Regions from separate parts of the Mus musculus genome. Here region 1 is linked to region 2. The links are chromatin contacts, called in public Hi-C maps. All regions are on one chromosome and are shown on one strand. The core of a region is the stretch at or near the end of the contact, and the rest is flanking DNA. Distances in the headings are between cores, read along the strand shown. Region 1 overlaps Ptpn13 (protein tyrosine phosphatase, non-receptor type 13). Region 2 has its middle 4.6 kb from the start of Gm30443.

Region 1 (4,021 bases), core at 1,324-3,823, 97 kb after region 2:
AAGACATGTCTGTATTTGTTCAAAGAGGAGATTAGCAACAGCAACCACAAACTGGGAGTTCCTCTATTACCCAATCAGAAGAACCAGGAGGGAATTAAGAGAGTAGCTTGCTTATTGTTGGCAAGCTTGTCTAGAATTTAGTAAGAAATGATCTCTTATCATTAGTATCACTCTTAAGAAAAACTGTAGTTTAAGCCAAAGGTGATAATCATACATGTTAGAAAAATGTAGTGTGGTGATAAGAATTCACATTTAGATTTTCCCCTTTCCTCTGCTACTTTTCAGTCTGTTGCATAATAGTCTTCTCCAGGGAAGCTCCTTAAGCAGAAAGGTAAACAACTCAAAATAGCTACAGGAAGTCCCTGAAACTGAGCAGATTCATCATATCCCTCCCCGCCAGAGCAAGCAGTAAATGCTGAAAGTTTCTCTCAGACAAGCCAGGATGCAAAAACTCTGAGACTAGACCACTGCCTGGGAGAAGCAGAAACCAGCTGAGCTGTCTGGAAGAGGTGTAGACCAACTAAGGCACCTGGAAAGGACACTCACTCTCCAACTTGTTGAGCTGCCTGCAGGCTGTACAGTTCTAGGCTCCCAGCTTTGTGAGTTGTCACCCATGCTGTGGTGATTCAGTTGTCTTTGAGTAATTTCTACCAATGTGAGTAACCTTTCACCCATATTCCTGTAAATAATGTCCCCTTCTCAAAGAAATCTCCCATAGTTCATCAAGTTGGACTTTGATGGCGTTTTATCAAGAGATGCCATGACCAAGACAACTATTATAAGATAAAGCATTTGATTGAGACCTTGATTACAATTTGGCATTAGAGAAACAAACCAACCAACATATTAAGTTCTTATAACAGGGCAGAGGAACTATAACTACTTCCTTTCCCTGTTCATAGCAGTAGTAGAAAAAATTCCACATGAGCCTTTTGAGTAGTTGGTTTTCTCTGTCTCCCTGTCTCTGTCTCTCTCCCTCCCTCCCCCTCCTTGTCTCTTCCCACCCCCCACCCCACAAACACACACATATGAGTAAAGATACCTAAAGCTTGGTGATGTTTATCTTACGAGTTTATAATAGTAACACCAGTATATATTTTTAAAAACCAATGTCAGTAATTCTGTACATGATCCTGGATAAGCCAACTAACAAAACTACGACTAACCAAAAAGTCACTTCTTTCTTCTTCTTTTTAATGTGTGTGTATGTGTGTATATGATGTACGAATGCATTCATGTGTGGAGACACATTGTTGGAGAATGGCGTGTGTATGGAACAATTATGGGCGTCAGGCCTCACCTCCTTCAAGCTTGGTCTTCAGTGAAATGTTTGAATCATAATATGGAGAGATCCTTGTATGGACACCCTTTTGCTTTTGCATGGTTCCTCAAACTGCAAGTTAATACTTGACCCAACCTTTCATACATCTAGGTATAAAGTCCTTTGTTGGTGTGAACAGAGGTGTTTCTTGGGCTACTTCCTTCACATAGGCTCTGTCTCTTGTGTTGCATAGACTATGATGTGATTACTGGGAAGTTCACTTTACTGGGCCACATTTCTTCATGCTCATTCATCAAATTCTGATGGTTAAGTTTATTTTCACAATCTAGAACCTTCAAATACCCCAGGTGATCCCAGATAAAATCACGGCAATAGAGGTGATCTTGGAAATAAATGCCAAGTAAGGATAACGGTCACCATTGTAAGCTTCAGCTCTGGTTCTTTCTGAGTACCCAGTGTTTATAGCTAATCGATCCTGGGTAATTACAGCTAGTCGATCCTGGGGAAAGGTTCTTTTCTTGTCTCTTAAAGAATTGGGCGTTTCTTGTGAAACTTTTCTATTTCTCCAGAACACATATAACCAACCTGTTGTGTTGTATTGATACTCTCACTGGATGTGTCCATCTAATTTCTCTCTTACTGAATTCTGGGCACCGAGCAAGAAGGCTGGGTTGCATGGCTGGAAGGTTGTGGGAGAAAAAAGTCCCTCGTGGGAAAGTAATGGTGGTAACAATTCTGGGATCAAAAACTCTTGTGTTCAGTGTAGGGAATCGGGTGCTTAGTTAAAAGTTGTATTTTCTGTCTCAAAAACAACCACTGAGTATCATCTGCTTTGCTATATAAACATTCATTGGTTTCAGTTCTGGCCTCTTCATTGTTTTGTATCTTTAAATACAATAGAATTTCCTGTCATGGCAGCATGCCGCCTTACCAAATATGTGTTCCTGATCATTGTTAGAAGTAAGAGCATCTGGGGGCTGGAGAGATGGCTCAGTGGTTAAGATTGCTGACTGTTCTTCCAGAGGTCCTGAGTTCAATTGCCAGCAACCACATGGTGGCTCCCAACCATCTGAAATGGAATCTTGATGCCCTCTTCAGGTGTGTCTGAAGACAGCTACAGTGTACTCATATAAATAAAATAAATCTTTTTAAAAAAAAGAAGAAGAAGAAGTAAGAGCAGCTAGTGATTCGCTCGAGCCCCGTTTAAAACACTTATTTATTTACTGGTAGTAAGGCCTGACTAAGCTGATTGATAGGGAGGAATTATCTGCCCCGCTGGGTGTGCACAGCGTTTCCTTCAGAATTGTTGCTGGGGTGGATTATGGCATGCTGCCCCGAACTCTGACAGGCTTGTGCTCAGTTTATAATCCGAGAAACTGTTACTACTGAAGCGCAGACAGCCCAGAGAGTGTCTCTAGTCGTGCCGTCTTGTCTGGGAAGAAGGCTGCTTACAGTTCCCTTTCCTTTCTCATTCTTTTATCAAGCAGGCGTTTAATTGTACGGGACGGCGGGTTTTGTGAGGGCATCCTCGTGTGTGTGAATTGCTGCTGACGGGATTCATCTGTTCCCTCCTCATCACCTTCTCTGCCCAAGCTGCCTCTTCTACTTTCATTATTGAGCTTCCACAATAAAACACGAGATCCTTGTTCTTTCTTTGTTTTGTTTTTGTTTTTTGAGAGTCTGGTTTATTTCCTTAACATGATGGCCTCTAGTTCTTTTTTCTTGAAAACAACATACTGTTGTTTTTTAAACAAATTGAAATTATTTTTCTTATATGTGTATGAATGTCTGGCCTGCACAGTATCAGTGCACCATGAGCATGCAGTGCCTGGAGCAGCCTGAAGAGGGTGTCAGACCCTCTGGAACTAGAGACTCAGAGTTGTGAGCCCTTGTGGGCACTAAATATTGAACCCAGGTCCTCTGGAAGAGCAGCCAGTGCTCTTAGCCACTGAGCTATCTGTCCAGCCCCAGTTTTGTTTTTTTATGAGTAGAAAATATTTGTGAAACTTACATTTTCTTTCCCATTCATTCTTGATAGATGAGATGGAACCTCAGTGTAGTTTTGCATTGTATTACTCTCATTTGTAGTATGTTGACATTATTTAGTGTATGTGCACGTGTACATGTATGTAGCCATATACATGGTTCAGCACCTTGCATACGAAGGTCAGAGGACAACCCTCAAGGTTCCTTACTCTGAGGTTCTGGGGATCAAACTCAGATTGTCAGCCTTGACAGCAAGCCCCCATACCCATCTTGCTGGTTTTCCTGTGAGAAATTTTTGTTTCTTTTTTTCCCTTTTGTTGGTAGCCTGATTCCTGATGTGTTTGATGTTTAGGTTTTCATTTGTTTGTTTGTTTTAAATAGGATCTAGATACTAACCTTTTTTTTTTAAACTTTTTTTTTTTTGCTTATTTTACTTTTTGAAATGTGTATGAATATTGTGCCTGCCTGCATGCATGTATGTGTACCACGTGTGTGCCTGTTGAATACACTGATACTGGGATTGCAGGTCATTGTGAGCTACCATGTGGGTCCTTTGCAAGAGCAACATATATTGTCTACTGCTGAGCCACCTCTCCAGCCCCCAGTCTTTTCTCATCAGTGTTGGCAAACCTTTCCTCTCATTTTGCCATGGTGTCTGCACTCACTGTTGTGGTCTCCCTTGCTGTTCAGGAGCTGCTGAAGTTCATGCAATGCCATTTGTTGATCCTTGTGGCTGTTCTCCATGTTCCTGGG
Region 2 (4,183 bases), core at 1,523-4,022:
CTTCTTGTAAATCCTCAAAGCCTGGTTATTACCACCCCTCTGTAACTTCCCTATCATAAATGTCAGAGGTGAGTCCCAGACATCATCTTATTCAGCCAATCCCCAGTAATTCTGATCCAGTCTCTAGCCTGGATTTCTGCGATTAGAAATCTCCTGCTTTTCTCCTCACCCAGTCTTCTACACCATAACAATCCTGGTGCTTGGTCACTATCCTCATTAAAATCATCTTTCAGTACCTTCTTCCTTTCTCTCTTAAGGTAAAATTCCCAATGGGCCTTCCAATGGCTGAGGATATATGGAAGGATCCCTGCCCACTCCAACTTCATCTTGTAGCATCATTGTCCCTGTTCTAGCTACACCGGTCATCTTGCTTTAGCCAAAGGACAGCAAGTAAACTCCCACTTCCTGAGTTTTACAGCGCCCCCTGTGCCCCTGAGAGCTGCTAGTCGCACTCAAAGGTCCTCATTGTCATTGTTCTAGAAAGCCTGTCTCTCCAGCCTATGTAAGTAACATCTCCACAGAGTATCCAGACTGTGTCTATTCTCCACAGCACAAGACCATGGGAAGTACCACAGCTGTCTCAGTACTATCGTGGTAGGTCAGAGCATCGTGGATGTTATGTTGCCTCCAGTAGAACACAGGCTCCCTGACAACAGGGTCTTTGTCTCTTTCATAGTTGTTTCCTTAGACCATGGAAGAATTTGTTGCATTTAGTATATGCTCGATATTTGTTGAAGGAAGGGAAGGAGGAAGGGAGGGAGAAAGGAAGGAAGGGAGAGAGGGAGGGAGGGAGGGAGGGAGGGAGGGAGGGAGGAAGGAAGGAAGGAAGGAAGGAAGGAAGGAAGGAAGGAAGGAAGGAAGGAAGGAAGGAAGGAAGGGAGTCACACAAAATGAACCTCCCTAGGCATTAAAGGTATGCAAATGGATCTTTGAATCAACACCATGCCAATTAATCTACACAAACTAAGAAGACCTGAATATGCTGATACTTACAAATATTTATTAATTGAAAGTATACTTCATCATCTTGTATGTTTTCAGTCCAGGAATGCTAAGAGCCTAGTCCTTGTTGTTGTTTAACACACTCAGAAACTTTAGGAACTCTTCTGTGCCAGCCAACTGAAACACACGCATGCATTGTCCAATTCCTGTCTTTCCAAATTCAAAATCATCACCATCTAGGCCTGAGTGAGCACACCCGAAAGCCAGAGCTGGCACAAGGACAGTGGGCGCCTGCGTGGGGTGAGAGAGGCAGGAGGAGAGGAAGGACTGCACAGCCTCAGCCTCTCAGATCAAGCTCACTGCCTCCCAGTGCTCCTAAGAGAGCGAGCCCTCTCCAGCAGCGAAGATAATCCACTGTGTATCCCCCACGGATAGCAAATGCAGCATTCTTTATAAAGACAAAATCTGGCTCTGCAGCCCAGGCTACTCTCAACACTTGTGACTTCTCTGCTTCAGTCCCCTAGGTAAGACACCAACTCGGACCGACAGCTAAGCCTTATTCCTAGGCTGCTCTTTCATACTAACAAACGCGCTCTGACCACTGCCCTCTCCTAGACACCACCCATCACATTTTTTTGTTCTCTGCATAACCAAGTGTCTTCCATACTTTATGGCCCCTCAACAATGTAACAAGAAGTGTTCAAATGTTCCAGTCTTTGGAACATTTAGCTTTAATGTTCTCTTGATAGTTTCATCATCCTAACTACACGTTCTTGCCTAGGATGTGAGAGTCCCGGATGCCTTACAGGTATCTTCCCATCATATCACAAGGCACAGAATTAAACTAGGTAGAGAAGAGACGATGGAATATCCTGAGGCTCTTCCTATGAACTTATTGGTGAATTCACAAGCCTACTGAGCTATCCAAATATACTAGTCTTTGGAATTCTTCCAGTCTTAAAAGTCTATTTACTAAGTAGTCAACAATTGCTCATTCAATTCATTCTTTTCATTTCTTTAAGTATGTCTATTCTATCGTCTGTTCCACTGGGCACTCTGAGCTCTCCCTCTCACGTGAGGGATGAACAGAGCAGAGACACGATTCTTGTCCTGGAGGAGCCGATATACCACTCCTTCCCAAAAAAACAGGACAAAGAGTGCTCACTGGCACTTCCCAGACATGGGCACAACCCTGGATCAACCATAAAACCCCCAAAACAAGGAGAAGGAAGGAGGAAGAGATGGAGACACGACAGGAAGTGGGAGAAGGCAGAGGCACCCGATATGCATCAGGGGTATCCTAAGCAACACACACACACAAAGGCTGGCACTCGTGAGCAAACAAAAGCTAGAGTTAACAAATTCCAGGAGAAACGTTCAGTTCCAAGGAATTCTGAGCTGGAATTCTAAATTGAGGCGCTGCCTTTGGAGCGTGGAGAATTGTCACGAGGACATGAGGGAAGGAATCTCTAGAAAGGTAGTTGGGTGGTGAAGGGGGCTATGGGCGCACAAACTGATTGACGGTCTCTCGTTATCTGAGTGTGAAGCATCGTCCATAGATCGACTTTTGCATTTGAATTCTCGGTCCCCAGCTAAGAGTCCTGTGGAGGAGGCTGTGGGTGTATTGGCTGGCTGTGAGAAGCAAGCTCCCATAGCAACAGAATCATCCCAGCGGCCATGCCTCCCCGGCCATGAAATTATACTCCTTGGATCCAGAACTAAGTCTGTCCTCCCTTGAGATTCTTCTATCAGTAATCTGTCACAGCAGCTAGAGAGGAAAACTTTGTGACTGCAGATGAATATCCAGCCCAGGTCCTCTGTTCTTTCCCTTCAGGGCCATTCGACCTCATGACCAGGAGATGGCGCTCTAAACACGGGAACGGGTTTTGCTTAGTTTGGATTAAAAACAAAAACAAAAACAAAAAAACTTTTGTTTCATGGAGACTTTTGAAAGCTGTAGTTTTCTTTCTTTACTTCATTCTTCTCCTTCCCGACTTAAACCCTTCCATTCATATTTTGTCCTCAGATGGTCAAAGTTCAGTTGTTGACGGCAGGCAGAAGTAACCTGGAGCCTGGGGGGAGGGGGGGAGGGGTTGTCGGTTTGTTGATTTGTTTGTCCGTTTGTTTTCTTCCTTTAAGGACTTCTTACCACATGCCCTACTTTACACTGATTTTAGGCAAGTCTCCTGTTTAATATTTCCACTGCTGTGAGGAGACATCATGATCAAGTCAACTCTTATAAATTAGGCAAACATTTAATTGGGACTGGCTTACAGGTTCAAAGGTTTAGTCCATTATCATCGTGGTAGGGAGCATGGCAGCATCCAGGCAGACATGGTGCTAGAGAAGTAGCTGAGAGTTCTGCATCTTGATTCAAAAGCAACCCAGAGAGGCTGGCATCCTCCGGCAACAAGGAGAGAGCTCTCTTACATATGCAGGAGCCAGAGCATAGGAGACCTCCGAAGCCCCGCCTCACAGTGACACACTTCCTCCAACGAGGCCACACCCCCTAATAGAACCACGCCCTGTAGGCCAAGCATGTTCAAACCACATCTTCCTACTTCACTCTTTCCCACATATAATAAAAATCCCATTATAAGAAGAGCAGAAAGGAACTTTTAAAAATAATTCTTGTGCATCTTTTGAGCTCTATATGAGAACACGTCTGCTAAAGTCCCACGTATCCTCATGGATGGGGAATTCCACTCACCCTACTTTGTGGCAGCCTATCCAATCCATCTATCATCTATCTATCCATCTACCTATCTCTCTACCTACCCATCCATCCATCCATCCACCTATCATATATATATACACACACACACACATATGTGTATATATATATCCATCTATCTCTCTCCTTTCTTTCACACACACACACAGGCACGCACGAGTTTTGTTCATTTACCTTTGTGAGTGAGGCCTCATCATCTATTTCCACTGGTGAATTCAAAAGTTTCTAATGTGCACTTCCCTATCTGCTCCCACTCCTAAGCAAGCCTGACTTCTGTCCAGGTTTCTGGAGACTCGGCAATGTAGGTTCACAACCTCATAGAAACTTCTTTGCATTCCACTTGTACTTCGTCCCATACCCTGTTGCAAGTGTTGCCCAGCTGACTATCCGTTCCTCCAAAGGCCTCACTAATCCCCTGGTGATTTCCTTTCTGCTCAGTTCTCCAGTACAGCCCCACCACCACCACCACTACCACCGTACTATAGTAGCCAGTTAATGGTAGGGAGT

Evidence for each region. A called contact is a pair of places that touch in the nucleus more often than the background predicts.
Region 1: a Hi-C map of uterus shows a contact between it and region 2, with 3 times the contacts expected there. The contact joins two enhancer-like sites. A contact is called at or near these places in 1 of 15 datasets of contacts at CTCF or cohesin (CD8 T cells), 57 of 484 Hi-C or Micro-C datasets (3T3-L1-derived adipocytes, B cells, the C2C12 cell line and 36 more) and 8 of 115 datasets of contacts at active chromatin or transcription factors (CD8 T cells, astrocytes, bone marrow-derived dendritic cells and 5 more).

What each region holds. Positions count from the first base shown.
Region 1 is chr5:103,450,813-103,454,833 of GRCm38.p6, forward strand. All of the region lies in intron 1 of Ptpn13 (protein tyrosine phosphatase, non-receptor type 13), which reads left to right. Among named protein-coding and RNA genes, the nearest start is that of Ptpn13, 28 kb to the left of the region's middle. Within about 2 kb of position 2,574, at least 2 of the 459 cell types and tissues checked have an H3K27ac peak or open chromatin away from gene starts, as enhancers often do. A contact at or near this core is called in uterus, where this site is marked.
Region 2 is chr5:103,353,324-103,357,506 of GRCm38.p6, forward strand. No RefSeq gene overlaps it. Among named protein-coding and RNA genes, the nearest start is that of Gm30443, 4.6 kb to the right of the region's middle. Within about 2 kb of position 2,773, at least 55 of the 459 cell types and tissues checked have an H3K27ac peak or open chromatin away from gene starts, as enhancers often do. A contact at or near this core is called in uterus, where this site is marked.